Linked DNA regions of Mus musculus: region 1 is linked to region 2. Evidence: chromatin contacts called from public HiChIP or PLAC-seq data. All regions are on one chromosome and are shown on one strand. The core of a region is the stretch at or near the end of the contact, and the rest is flanking DNA. Distances in the headings are between cores, read along the strand shown. Region 1 holds the start of Nfic (nuclear factor I/C). Region 2 holds the start of Btbd2 (BTB (POZ) domain containing 2).

The links. HiChIP or PLAC-seq counts read pairs in DNA pulled down with a chosen protein or histone mark.
Region 1: a contact with region 2 is called in a FOXA1 HiChIP or PLAC-seq map of pancreatic cancer cells. The contact joins the promoter of Nfic here to the promoter of Btbd2 in region 2. A contact is called at or near these places in 2 of 115 datasets of contacts at active chromatin or transcription factors (bone marrow-derived macrophages and pancreatic cancer cells).

The regions. Positions count from the first base shown.
Region 1 is chr10:81,422,674-81,429,753 of GRCm38.p6, reverse strand. It overlaps Nfic (nuclear factor I/C), which reads left to right and starts at 2,581. Exons shown (of 10, transcript NM_008688.3): 1 at 2,581-2,678. The coding sequence starts at 2,649. Gm51811 (a long non-coding RNA gene) reads right to left here. Exons shown (of 2, transcript XR_003949025.1): 2 at 5,576-7,080.
Region 2 is chr10:80,653,760-80,660,522 of GRCm38.p6, reverse strand. It overlaps Btbd2 (BTB (POZ) domain containing 2), which reads left to right and starts at 4,029. Exons shown (of 9, transcript NM_145361.3): 1 at 4,029-4,393. The coding sequence starts at 4,038.

The DNA.
Region 1 (7,080 bases), core at 1,332-3,831, 770 kb before region 2:
AAAAGTTTGTTTAGGGGAAGCTGGGGGCGTGGCTTGAGGCGGAGCCCTACAAGAATCCCCAGTGAATGGATTGGGGGTGTGGCCACTGGTCTAGCCTGCAGAAGGACCTGGGTTTGGCCCAGGAGCAGGTTAACGCTATGGAAATATACGTAATCATAGCCACGCCCATTACCTCAGTTGTCCCTGAAGTGTCCTAGCTCAACTCTCAACCGCTGCTCTACAGCCCAGGAATAGCCACCATACAAGTCACGTAGTCAGTCGTTTATAAAGCTGCCTGTGTTCCCAGCCCTCAGGAGGTGTGTTGGGAAGGGAGAGGATGAGGAATTCAAGGCTAGCCTGAGCTACATGTGACCATGGCTGGAGCAAACCTACAGAAAAAGAAAGTGAAACGCTGAGTTCTCAGGCAGGGTCTGCAGCTGTGCATCTTAAGCAGGGATGACTGTGCCCTGGGGACAGTTGTGAGTTGTCACTGCCATTGTGTAGCAGTTGGAAACCAGTGTCAGAGACACCTTGTCCCAAACCCTGCTGGGTTAGTGACAGCAATTCCTGCCTGGGGACCCTGCCTGGATGGACCTTGGAGACAGCCCCAGGTCGCCCCCCTTTTTTCCTGGCTGTATATGATTTTAGGTTGTCCCTGGCTGAGGCTTGGGGCTGGGTTGCCCTGTGCTGGACCCAGTTGGTGGAAGTTTGTGTTGGTGGCCATGTCTCTCCCTTAGTGCAGTTGTGTTAGGGACAGTTCCAGAGGCAACTGTGGTAAGAATAACAACAGCAAGATGCCTTTATTTTTAGATAGCATCTCTCTCTGTAGACTAGGTTTGACCACAGAGATCCACCTGCCTCTGCCCCCTGAGCACTGGGGTTAAAGTCATGCACCACCATGCCTGGCTTTAATTTGTATATTTAGATTTATTTCTGTTTATTTTGTTATTTATATCTGTGTGCCCCACATGTGGGGGTGTCGGGGTCCCACGACCGTTGTGAGCTGCCATGTGGGTGGTGCTGGGAACCGAAACTGGGTTCCTCTGCTAGAGCAGCTGGGACTGTAACTGCTGAGCTGTCTCTCCAGCACCCTGACTTTTTATTTTTTTAACAAATGGGTCATATGCAGCTGAGGTACAAGTCTAGTGTCCTCCTGAGCCTCCCGATGCACCCTTGGCACATGGTCACCTCGGTGCTGGTGTCTGCTTGCATCTCCACAACCCAGAACATTAGACACCCACGGGGAAACTGAGGTTCAGGGAGAATGATGTTTATTGGCTGGGACAGAGCCACACATGCACACTATGCATGCATTGAACCTGCTGTGTGCTGTCCCTAATATAGGGAGGTGATCAGTATGGGCTCATGTAGCCCAGGCTGGCCTTTGGCTTCTGACACTCCTGCCTCTTCATCCCTGCTGGGATGACAGGTGTGGGCCCTGGTGTCCTGGACATCCCAAGGGCGCGCATCCAATCTGACAGGTGGTTTGGTCAGTATCCGTGGGTACTCCTAATAGTGTCACTCACAGGCATCTCCTGGGGTATGGACCAGGTGGCCGGTGTGCCAGGCAGGCACCTGGGACCCGACACCCCAACCAGTGGTTTCCTTCTCTGGGCCTTGGCTTCACTGGAATTACAGTGATAACGGATTAAAGCATCTTACTGCTCTGTAGCACACTCTCCCCCCAGCCCTCACATCCCATGTCCTTGGGTCCCTGGGAGAGAAATAATTGAAAAAGGCCTAGACTTGTGAGTGGACACTGGTGGCCGGGGTGGGGGTGTGCAGGCTTCTTCAGACGCTGCCTTCAGAAAGGTGATCTCCAGCTGGGCAAGGCCCAGCATACCTGTCTTCCCAGGAGGCTGAAGTAGGAGGATCCAGAGTTCAAGGTCATCTTTAGCTACATAGTGAGTTCAAGGCCAACCTGGGCAACATGAGACTCTGGCTCAAAAATAGTAATAATTAAAAGAAAGGAAGGAAGGGAAGAAAAGAGAAGAAAAATGAAGTTAGTTGGAGTGAGATTTCCCTGTGCCTCAGATTCCCCAAATATGAAATGGGCAGCCTGGACACTGATCTAAACTTGGGGACCTGGTTGGCCTGGATCACCCCACTCTGCTCTTTATCACACAGTAGTGTCAGAGCCTGGCCTGGCCTTGAGTCCTGCACCGCACCCTTCCCAGGGACCCCATACCTGCTGCTAGACCACTTATTGGCTTTTTAAGGGAAAGCCTCCCACACTGGTCCCCCTCTACCCTACTGGCAGTGGCCACTTTGAGGGCACAGGTGAGGGGACAGATGGAGTTTGGGGTACAGTTGGGGGCAGAGGCAGGCTGCTGCAGGGACTCAGGTGGGATGTGGGGGGCAGCTAAGGGCTCAGCCCCATCTCGTGGACCTGATCGCTGTGTCCTCCTCTACAAATGGATAGCTCTAGAGGGAGGGGACTAGGGGGTCCGCGTGTAGAGACATAGTTTGTTTGTTTGTTTGCTTGCTTGTTTGCTGTCGGCGATTTCTTTGAAAGTTGGATGCGGGCGGCAGGGAGGGAGCGGGGGCGGGCGAGAGGCGGCGCGGGGCGGGGAGGACGGCGGAGGGAGGAGCGGGAGGGCGGCTGCAAAAATGACTCAGTAAGTTCGGCGGCCGCTCGGCCTCTGCGCCTCCGGTGCCAGCGCCCCGGGATGTATTCCTCCCCGCTCTGCCTGACCCAGGTACGCACCCCGCTCCCGGCCTGGCCCCGGCCCGCACCCCGGCTCCACCTGGAACCGCATTCTTGCAGTCTGGAACCTCCCCTCCGCAGCGGGGGTGGGAAAAAAAAAGCGCGCGCGTCCTCTCTACCCACCCTCTTCCAGGCCAGGGTGTTCCTGGCATGGACCTGGGGTGCGGGCAACTCTTGAGATTGGGGATTCCATCCTCGTTAAGCTTGATTGCACACTTGGAACCCCATTTTCTGGGCCCCCACTTTGATCTAAATCGGCTGTTTTTGGAACTCTCTCTCGTCTTGGCTGGATGGGGGGGGGGGCTGGCGTCCTCCCCACAGCCCTCACCCTTTGCACCCAGGAAGTCTGGGTCCCCTCCAGATGGAGAAGAGAGTAGGTGTCCGCAGGAAGCACCCCACCCGCACGTAGAACGCTCCCCACCCGCCCGTAGGACTGATCTTGGGGTTCCCTGCTGCACTGTAGGTCTCCCTAGCTGTGCGGTAAAGGGACCCCTAGACTATTTGTTCGCGAGTTCTTGGTTTCCCAGGTGGCCGCCCCCCCCTCCAGCTGGCAGTGTCCCCCTCCATTTCAGGCCCACGTGTGCGCGCGAAGGGGGAGGGGCGCGCGAAGTTGGCGCGCGGGGGGAGGGGCAGTCTTGCGGGTGTCCATCGCGGGTCCCCCCCCTTCCCTGGCTCAGCTCCCCCCCAGCTCCGCATTGATTCTTGAATTATTGAGCCGAGCAGGCGCTGCCAGGCGGCTGGCGGGAGGAGCAGAGGCCAGGGCTGGAGGAGGAGGAGGAGGAGGAGGAGGAGGAGGAGGAGGAGGAGGAGGAGGAGGAGGAGGAGGAGGCCGCGGCGGCGGCAGGGGACTGGCGGACACTGCGTACTAGGTGGCCAATCCAGCACCTGCCCTGCTGTGCCCCTCTGGCTGGGTTCCAGCATCTGAGGGAGAGTGGGGAGGGGTGCATCCATCCCTCCAGGGGACCCCCCTTCAAGGAGCCCCCCAGCTGTGTCTGCCCCCTGGAATCATAAGCCTGTCTTTTCCAACTCCACAGCCTCTTGTGATTTTTTTTTTTTTTTTTTTGCTGTGTCTGCCTCAGTTTCCCCTGAAAGAGAGTGAGACATAGTGGTCTCCAGACTGTGTTGGTTCTGGGAATTGCAGTTGTCTGATGTCCTGAGGAGAACTTTGTGAGGGCCATGGTTGTTTTTGCCAGGGAAGACCCAGGTAGCCCATCTCAGGGACAGGATCCTGGGGTCCTCCACTCCTGCGGGTCCCTCCATCTTGGTAAGAGGTGCAGTTCTGTGATCCCCAGGGGAGACCCTCATACTGAGGGAACCCCAGCCTGCCCTACCCAGGGTTCCCTGGTGACCTTGGATAAATGCCTGCCCCTCTGCAGGCCTCAGTTTCTACTTCAAGTGAGATTTGAGGAGTGGGTCACCCCACAGCCCAGGGCAGGCGTTGCTCAGTTGCCGCCAGAGCACCGGCATTGGGATGTAATTGCTGTGTGACCCCAGGGAGACTGGAGTCTCTGTGCTGACTGACTACTGGTGGCTGAGAGGTCTGAGGCAGACGTGGCCGGCTGGAAGGCAGCCTGGGCACGTGGAATTCCCCGTCCTGGCCTTCTGGAGGCCTCCATCCAGGCTGCTGCTGGGAGCTGGGGGCGGGGGCAACCCCAGTGCTGGCTCCAGCCCTGAGGACTTAGTGTGGCCTTGGCCTCAGTTTCCCCCATAGGAGGGTGTGGGTCGATCTGGCAGGAAGGATGCCACCCCTGTGATCTCCCACTCACCCCCTCCTACCCTGAGGGAGTCCCCCATGGGATCTCAAGAGTCCCCTGAATTCCAAGTGTGGTCTCTCCAGCTCCACACAAGCCCAGGCTGGACAGAAGGACCCAAGGAGCAACGCTGCAGCCCCCCAACCTCTCCGCCCTGCCCCCCCCCCACATGTCACTCATGGTGTCTGCCTTGACCTGTCTCTGTCTCTGTCTCTCTGTCTCTCTTCACCCGTCCCTCCTAAATCGGCTAATTTTACAGCCAGGGTTCAGACTGAAATAACTCCTTTGCTGATCCAACCGGATCCTACCGGGAGCCTGGCCCGGGGCGGGGTTGGCCCTGATGTCAGTGTCCATGCCAGGGCACCAGGTGCCCAAGAGAATTCTGGGAGCTCCATGGGTCCCCTGTGCCGTCTGTCACTCTGGGTGGTGACTCAGGCCCCTTTTCACTTTTACTCTCTGGAGGAAGCAGCCGTTACTTCCATGAATCCCAAGCTGAGGTGTCCCCTCCCCCTCCCCCTTCCTCCTTCCCGCCCTCCCGCCCCACGTTAGTTATTCCGGGTTTGGGGCCAAATCCCTGTTGGCTGAGGTTGAGGATTCCCTGGGCCTGAGCTGAGGCCACCTCCCTCCTCCATTCATTCCTCCTCATAGCTTTGCGGCTCGCTGCTTCCATCCTGGCAGTGGGGAAACTGAGGCAGTGCAGGGTTGACGTTTGGGGTCTCCTTCCAGAGGGGGATGGGATCAGAGACGATGAGAAGTGTCCCAAGGCAGCACAGCATGGGCTTGGTCCTCAGTATGTCCATGAGTGGGTTCACAGTGACAGCCCTGTCCCCATCCCCTCCTCTCTGCAGAAAAGGTGCCTCTGCCAGGGCCAGGCCTGTAAATCAGGGCGCTGGATTCTGGCGAGTCAGCGTTCTGGCCTCTCCCGCCACAGCCTCTGCTCCCTCTCCGGCTCTTCCTGCCTGCGGGAGCGGCCGCCCTGCATCAGACACAGGAGCCTCCCGCCTCCTTCCTGTCCCCCTCCTTCAGACCGGGTAGTCCCCCCTCCCCAGTGCACAGGGACCCACCGCCCCTGGGCATGCACACTCACCCCACCCCTACCCTAGGTATGCTTAGATACTCAGAAATGGGAGTCCAGAACCTCAGTGACTGCCTCAGCTCTTGCTGGGGGGGGGTATTTTTTATTTGCTGGACATAGGGTGTGGCACGCAGTAGGAGCTCAGAAAATGCCACCAGACACAGGTGGTGGCACACAGTGGGTGTTCCATGAATGTTTGGTGGTAAATGCCCACTGATATGTCACCTCACACAGAACTGGGGAGCCAGGGTGGTGTGCCCTTCAGATACCCACAGATGCCACACTCATTGTCCAGAGCTGGGTATACAGTTGATGCTCAATAAATGCTGCTGCTTGTGGCCAATGGCTTAGCTCATAGGCGTTTCCCAGCTTTTCTTCATCCTGTTGCCTAAGTGATGCAGACTTGGGGTGGGAAACAGTGGTGACCCCCAAACACTGTGAAGGTCAGATGTCACCCACAGGTGTCTCCTTAGTCAGGATCAGTCTTATCCTGAGCCTCTCACAGGCGCCTCCCCCAACCTCACCTTCTGCCCTGATTTTAACTCTGAGTAGCTCCTGAAGCTGCTGGGTGCATGATAAGTTCAGATACATGCATGGGATGACTTGGAAGGTCACCAGGCAGTCGGGCACTTTGATCCCAGCCTTCAGGGGGCAGAGGCAGGAAGATTTTTGAGTTTGAGGCCAGCCTGGTCTACAGAGTGAGTTCCAGGACAGCCAGGTCCAAACAGAGAGACCCTGTCTATAAATCAATCAATCAATCAATCCACCAGGCAAGGTGGAACACACTTGTGACTTTAGTACTTAAGAATCTGAGTCGGGGGCTGGTGAGATGGCTCAGTGGTTAAGAGCACTGATTGCTCTTCCGAAGGTCCTGAGTTCAAATCCCAGCAACCACATGGTGGCTCACAACCATCCATAATGAGATCTGACGCCCTCTTCTGGTGCATCTGAAGACAGCTACAGTGTACTTATGTATAGTAATAAATAAATCTTATAAATAAATAAGGAACCATCATGTACATTAAAAAAAAAAAAAGAATCTGAGTTAGGAGGATTATCATGAGTTTGTGACCCTCTCTTTCTCATCTGTGACCAAGGACTGAGCAGAGGATCCACAGGGAGTTAGGGGAGTATAGGCTAGGGGTATACTCTTCCCGTGTCCCTTGCTCCCTCTGCTCCTGCCCCAGGGCCTTTGCACCAGCTGTGCCAGGCTGGCAGAAAGTAAGTGCTCAGTAAATGCAGGGAATGAACCCCTCCCTGGCTGAGGTCAGGGCTCTCCACAGATGCCAGCTAAGCAGCTCTGAGCTTTTGTAGGGGGCACTGTCACTATCCTAGGCACCTGTACCCCTCACCAGCCACATGGGAAAGGGTTTGAGATTAGAGCTTTGAAGGATGCCTCGGAGTTTGGGAGTAGACAAGCAGATTCTCAGAACTGCGCAGTCACTTTTGTAAGGAAGACTGGGGAGTGCAGTTGACAGCTCAGAGGGATGGATGGACTAGGAGTGGCCCAGCAAGGACTATGCCAGAGGCCCAACTATGGGAAAGGCCTGCTTACCAGCTCCCCATTT
Region 2 (6,763 bases), core at 2,780-5,279:
CCCCTGGAGCTGGAGGAACAGGAGAGCCACCCATGGGTGCTTGGAGTTGAACCCAGGTTCTCTGCAAGAGCACCTGGGATCACACGATTTATTTATTTATTTATTTTGTTTTTTTGAGACAGGGTTTCTCTGTATAGTCCTGGCTGTCCTGGAACTCACTTTGTAGACCAGGCTGGCCTCAAATTCAGAAATCCTCCTGTCTCTGCCTCCCAAGTGCCGTCAGGCATGAATTTTTAAAAAGAAATGAAACAAGAATCTGGTACAGTGACAGTGCCTGTCAGTCCACCTGTGGGAGGTAGGACTAGGAGGATGTGGGTGTGGAGGTCATGTTGGCTGCATAGTGAATCCTTGGATTATTGGGGCTACCTGAGATTTTGGGGGGCTGGAGAGATGGCTCAGTGGTTAAGAACACCGACTGCTCTTCCAGAGGTCCTGAGTTCAAATCCCAGCAACCACATGGTGGCTCACAACCATCTGTAATGAGATCTGATGCCCTCTTCTGGTGTGTCTGAAGACAGCTACAGTGTACTTACATATAATAAATAAATAAATCTTTGGGCCAGAGTGAGCAAGGTCTGTGAGAGCAGGGCCTGAGTGAGAAGAAAAAAAATGATATAAGACTAATTGTTTTTCGGCCAGGTAGCGGTGGCACATACCTGTAATCCCAGCACTTGGGAGGCAGAAGCAGGCGGATTTCTGAGTTTGAGGTCAGCCTGGTCTACAGAGCGAGTTCCAGGACAGCCAGGACTGCACAGAGAAACCCTGTCTCGAAAACCAAAACCAAAACCAAAAGACTAATTGTTTTTCTAATTCTATTCTATCATGGATGTTTTGTTTTCTGTGTTAAATGAATGCATTAAAACGAATTCCACACTGATCGTGTAATTCTAACACAAAGAAGCTCTGCAGCTTCCGATCCGAATGCCTGCTCTGACTCTATACTGTCCTACTTGTAGAGTTGTACAGACTTCGTTCCGTCTGCTTAATTTTGGTATGTAAGGTTTTAATTTATTTGTAAGTATTTAAAATATATAATAAAGTTTATTTATAAAAAAGCAAAACTAAAACCCGGGAAAGCAGAGAGCACGTTGGTGTAGTGCTCCCTCTAGCGGCCATGAGTTGGGCTGATTACAGGATAGAAGAGAAGACTCTGGAATTCACAAACACCCTTTAAAGACGTTGGCAATGGCCTGGAGGAGGTGGTGGTCTTTAATTAAAGGCGTGCTGCCTGTAATCACAGCGCTAGGGAGGCAGAGGCAAGAGGATCTTTGAATTCCAGGCCAGCCTGGGCTACAGAGGTTGTTCAAGGACAGCCAGGGGGCTGTAAACCCTTGTCTCAAAAAAACAACGACGAAACAAACCAAAAAAAGTGGTGGGCAATGAAGCCTGAAATTCTGCCACATGGGAAAGTGAGAGGTTTGCTCTGAGCCTACAGAGAGACACCTTCTGTGAAAAGAGCAGAGGTATAATGATTCCTATTAGTGATGCACCTCAGGGGTGGAGCCCTGCCTAGAATCCCCCAATGAGGAGCGGATGTGGGGCATGGTCAGGGGTGGAGCTCTGGCTAGAATTTAGCTCTGCCTTGAGTTCCACACCCATCTCTTCCACAGATGATCAAAGTCTGCACCCTAAAAATAAGGAAGAAACACAAAGGTTCTTTAAAGGGAGGAGGAACGAGCATAAAAGGAATGTTCCGGGGTCACAGAATCAGGCTGCTGTTTGAAGTGGGCTAACGGCCTAGACATTTTCCTGCCCATGCATCCTGTGCTTTCTGTGGCCTATTACGTTTGTGTTTTTCTCTTTGAATACTGTCTTAAGAAGGTTACTTGTCCTAATGTCAGGTCTGTCTGTCCAATTGTTCAGTTTCAATCTGTGTTCACATATGGAGCATCTTGCCCGCCTCATGAAGTGGGGATTCTAGGTTTCCAAAGATGTCCCCCGGGATCGCAGGACCTCTGTGTGTGTGAGTGTGTGTGTGTGTGTGTGTGTGTGTGTGTGTGTGTGTGTGTTCATGCGCGTGCGTGTAACCCTCGCTGTCCTGGAGCTTGCTATGTAGACCAGGCTGACGTCATACTCACAGAGGTCTGCCTACGTCTCTGCCTGCAAGTGCTGGAACTAAAGGCATGTATCACCACACTCTGGGCAGAATTTACAAGCATGCATCTAATGCTGCCACCATGTGTGTACTAGGACATTCCGTTTACAATCCTTTCCTGTCCACTGCTAACTGGCTGTGAACCCCCTGACTGTCCCAGTGATCAAATCAGGCTTGTCATAAGCACTTCAAGAGCAAAGTCCCTAATGGCAGGTGTTTAAAGATGGCGGCCTAGGAGAGCTGCCTCAACTCCCAGCCTTTGGCTACAAATAACAGAAAAACAGAGCAGACTTGCCCAGAACAGTAAAGACATTTATTAGCTGTCAGGACAAAAGGCCCTGAGCTATTGCGGCTTGCAGGCAAGGCCTGATCCAGGCTGTTGAAATCTGTTTGGATGGTTTATCCTCGTGCTAGGATTCTTTCTTCACTTTTATTGGTCCCTCTGCTGAGCCTGTTTCCAGATGAGATTCGTGAGACTCAGGACTAAGCCAGTCAGTCCCTGTTAATTAACCTGTGGAAACAAAGCTTGCCCTCCTTCCTCTCTTCCCCTTCTGCCTCCCTGAGTAGCTTTGTCCACCTTTGAATTTGTGATCCTCCTGCCTCAGGCTCCCAGTGCTAGGATGGCAGGTGTTGCCCACCATGCCCAGATACATAGTAATTCCTGCCCCTCCTCCAGTCTCTCCTTCCTCAGGCCTGGCCTGTCCTCTCCTCCTCTTTGTACCTTACCCCTCACTCCACTTCTTTCCCTTTCTGGGTTCACAGTCTAGTTTGGGCTCTTTTTATTATGGTTATTATTATTATTATTATTATTATTTTTTTTTTTTTGAGACAGAGTTTCTCTGTGTAGGCTGTCCTGGAACTCACTCTGTAGACCAGACTGGCCTAGAGCTCAGAAATTCGCCTGCCTCTGCCTCCAAAGTGCTGGGATTAAAGGAGCGCGCCATCACTGCCCAGCTAGTTTGGGTTCTTAATGTCCTACAGCCTAAGGCAGAGCCGGGATTGGCTAGGTTCAGGGGCTCAGGAGCATTGTGTGGGTGGGATCAAGGGCCTGAGACCTCAACATCCTCACTTCCTTCTGTTCCTCTCCGTTTCTCCTAACCTTCCCGCATTCACCATCTTCAAAGGCCTGTCCTTCTTCCTTTTTCCCTCCATCCCTATTCCTCTGTCGGCTTCCATCTAGACCCTGTGGCCCCGCCCTCTAGCCCCGGGGTGCTCAGATGCACCACGCCCCTTCACCTCAAGTCTGGGCCTCTTTCCTCCACTGTGTGATCTCCTCCTCCTCCTCCCCTCCCCTCCCCTCCCCTCCCCATGCTGTCTTTCCTGCTTCTTTCCTCTGTCTGTCCTTTACCTCTCCATGCCTTCCCTGCCTCTCCTCATCCTTCTCCTCCTGCCCTTGCTCGAATCCAGGGATGGCCTGCGCCTCCATGGCCCGGACTACCTCCCCTACCTCCTGTCTCTGCTCCTCCCCCGTTACCACATCCTTCTCTTTCCTCCCATTCAACCCCTCCTGTTGCCCTCCTCTCTGTCCCAGTATCCATTTCTCCCTCTCATTTCTCTCGGTCCCTTTTTCCTCTGTTTCCCCTTCTCCTTCCTCCTCTGGCATTTCGGGGCCCTCCTCTTCCTTGTCTCACCAATCCTGGGCCTAGCCCTGCCACGCCCATCCTCCCTCCCCTCCTCTCTACGCTCACAATCGCTTCTCCATCTTCCTCTCCTCCCTCCCTCCCTCTCTCCCTCCCCGTTTCCCTTTCCAATCCATCCTCCTCCCTAGCCTTGCCCTTTCTTCCCCCTTCCCGTCCTCCCGTTGGCTCCTCCCTTTTTGTCTCCTCCCCTCGCCCCTCTCAGGTCTCGGCTCTCTTTAGCCCCGCCCCTCCCTTCCTCCTCTCAAACGCCCCGCCCCATGACCACGCCCTCCGTGGCTCCGCCCCCGCGCCGCAGCGACAAGATGGCGGCGGGCGGCAGCGGGCGCGCGTCTTGCCCGCCGGGGGTCGGGGCCGGCGCGGGCAGCCTGGGTCCCAGTGCTAACGCGGCCGCCGCCCCCAGCAACGCCGCTGCCTGCGCCCCGGTGCCTCCGCCGCCCCCGTCCCCGCCGCCTGGGCCCGGGACTGACGCGCAGGCCGTGGGCGACGAGCGCGACGACGCGGGCCCAGGCGCGCTGCTGCGCGAGCCCGTGTACAACTGGCAGGCCACCAAGCCCACGGTGCAGGAGCGCTTCGCCTTCCTCTTCAACAACGAGGTGCTGTGCGACGTGCACTTCCTGGTGGGCAAGGGGCTCAGCTCGCAGCGCGTCCCCGCGCACAGGTGGGCCGCCGGGACGCGCCCGGACCCTGCAACCCCAGACCCTGCATCCCCAGACCCTGAACCCCACCCAGACCCTGCACCCCAGGAACCAGCACCCTGAAACCCTGCGCCCTACCCGGGACCGTTCATCACAGACCATGCACTCCACCTGGACCCCGCACACTCTAAACCCCGTAGTCCACTCAGAGCCTGCACCCCCCCATTCTGTTCCCCCACCCGGATCCTGCACTTCACCTGGACCCCGCACCCCATGAACCAGCACCTTAGAACCCTGCACTCAAGACCTTGAACTCCACCCAAGACTGCACCTCAGACCTGCACCCCTATCCAGGCCCTGCATCCCAGGATCCTGCATCCCAAATCCTGCAGTCAGACCTTGCAGTCTGCTTGAACCCTTCATCCCAACCCTAATCCCAAGAGCCTGGACTGCACCCAGATTCTTTATTCCTAGATATTGCACCCCAGACCTTGCATCCTAGAACCCTGCACCCCAAGAATCTGCATTCCACCCAGGATCATGTACCTCAGACTCTACACCCCACCCAGACCTTTCACCACCCCTGGACCCTGAATCTGGAGCCTCAGGCTCTTACCTTAGGATTCCTGACCCCTTCACCTGAACCTGGTTCCCACAACCCCCTTCCCCCACAGTGTACTTCCTAAACATGGGAACCTGGAGGTTCTGTTGGGTCCTGCCTGCCTTGAACCTGGTTCTAGGGCCATTTCATTTTATCCTTAGGTTCTGCTCCGTTCTATCCTGGATCCTCTCTGCTCTCTGAATCCATTAGTCACCCCAACATTCCTCCAGCTTATCCAGTTCTAGGGCCCCCTCCGTCCCCACCCATGACCCCTTAGATCCCCTTCTTACCCCATGTTCACACCTCACACCATCTAACCTACTGGCCCCATCAGAGACCCTTGCCTCTTGTTCCTCCAGCACTGGGCTTCCAGCCTGTCTGAGCCATCACCCCCAGACCTCACCATGGCCACGATGAGTTGAGCTCTTTGGGAGTGGGCAAGGGTCTGGCACAGCCTCAGAAAGGATTGAGGCCTTTTGCGAGTTCTGTGCAAGCTGTGGTAGCGTGTACCGCCTGCCAGTGCGGTTCTTGGCACATGACCTTTATGACCATGTGGGGTAGCTTGTCCAGCTTGATGGCAGGAATGGGGAATGTGGACGTGGGTGTGTGTGTGTAGCCCTCTGGGAAAGAGAGAAGTGGTCTCTTGCTGGAGGGGCAGAGGTGAGGGGAAGTGTTGACTCAGAGGTCTCTCACTCAGGTGGGGGCCGGAGCAAGAAGAATGGGGATGTTGTAGCCCCTTTACAGCTTGTGGAGAGTTGGGGGGGGGGGGCTTCACAGGTGGTACGGTGGGCAGTGGAGGACTTGGCTTCCAAGTGGCTGAGGTTTCTTAGTGGTGCTGTGGAGGGTTGCTAAGGGGTCGGCTGCCTGACTTGTTGGAAGGCACCAGAAAGACCCTTCAGGTCCTTCCTTCTTCTGAGCTCTCTGGGCCTTAGTTTCCCTACCTGTGAACTGGACTCATTTAGATAACCCCATCTGGGACTGCTCGAATGTGTTGCCTCTGTATTGTGCTTGTAACAGTCTCTCAGGGTTCAACACAGACGAGTCAGAAGGTAGCTGTGGGGAAGGGCCATAACTCCCTGGGCCTGGCTGCCACCCACCAACCATGTAGCTCAGGGTTGACTGTCAGTGTAGAATCCAGGAGCAACGTGTGTGGTGACCCAGACATGAACTCAGTTACTTCTTGGCTGAGGCAGGAGGACTGCAAACTCTACATCAGTCTGGGTAGCCTAGGGAGATTCTGTCAGAGAAACTATAAAGACTCAGGTGTGGTGGCACAGGCCTTTAGTCCCAGCACTTGGGAAACAGAGGCAAGTGGATCTCTGTGAGTTCAAAACTAGCATGGCCAATAGCAAGTTCCAGAACAGCCAGGGATACTTAATGCCACCCTGTCTCAAAAACTAAAGAAAGAGGGCGGGTATGGGGGACTTTTGGGATAGCATTCTAAATGTAATTGAGGAAAATACGTAGTAATAAAAATATTTAAAAAAAAATTAAAGATTAAAGAAAGCTATACAAGGAAACTGAAGGCTGAGGGCATGGCTTGGGAACCCCCAGTGAATGGCTGAGTGCGGACACATGCCAATCTGGTTCAATGTCCAGCGCTGAAAAGTAAGATTGTTTTAAGGCAGCTGGAGAGTGGCTCTGTGCTGAAGAGGGTTTGCTGCTCTTGCTGAGGACCTTTGGATTCAGCTCTCAGCGGCCACATTGCATGCCTTAAAGCAGCTTGTAGCTCTGGTTCTCAGGGTTCTGAAACCTCTGGTCCCTGAGGGCACTTGCACTCACAGGCCCAGAA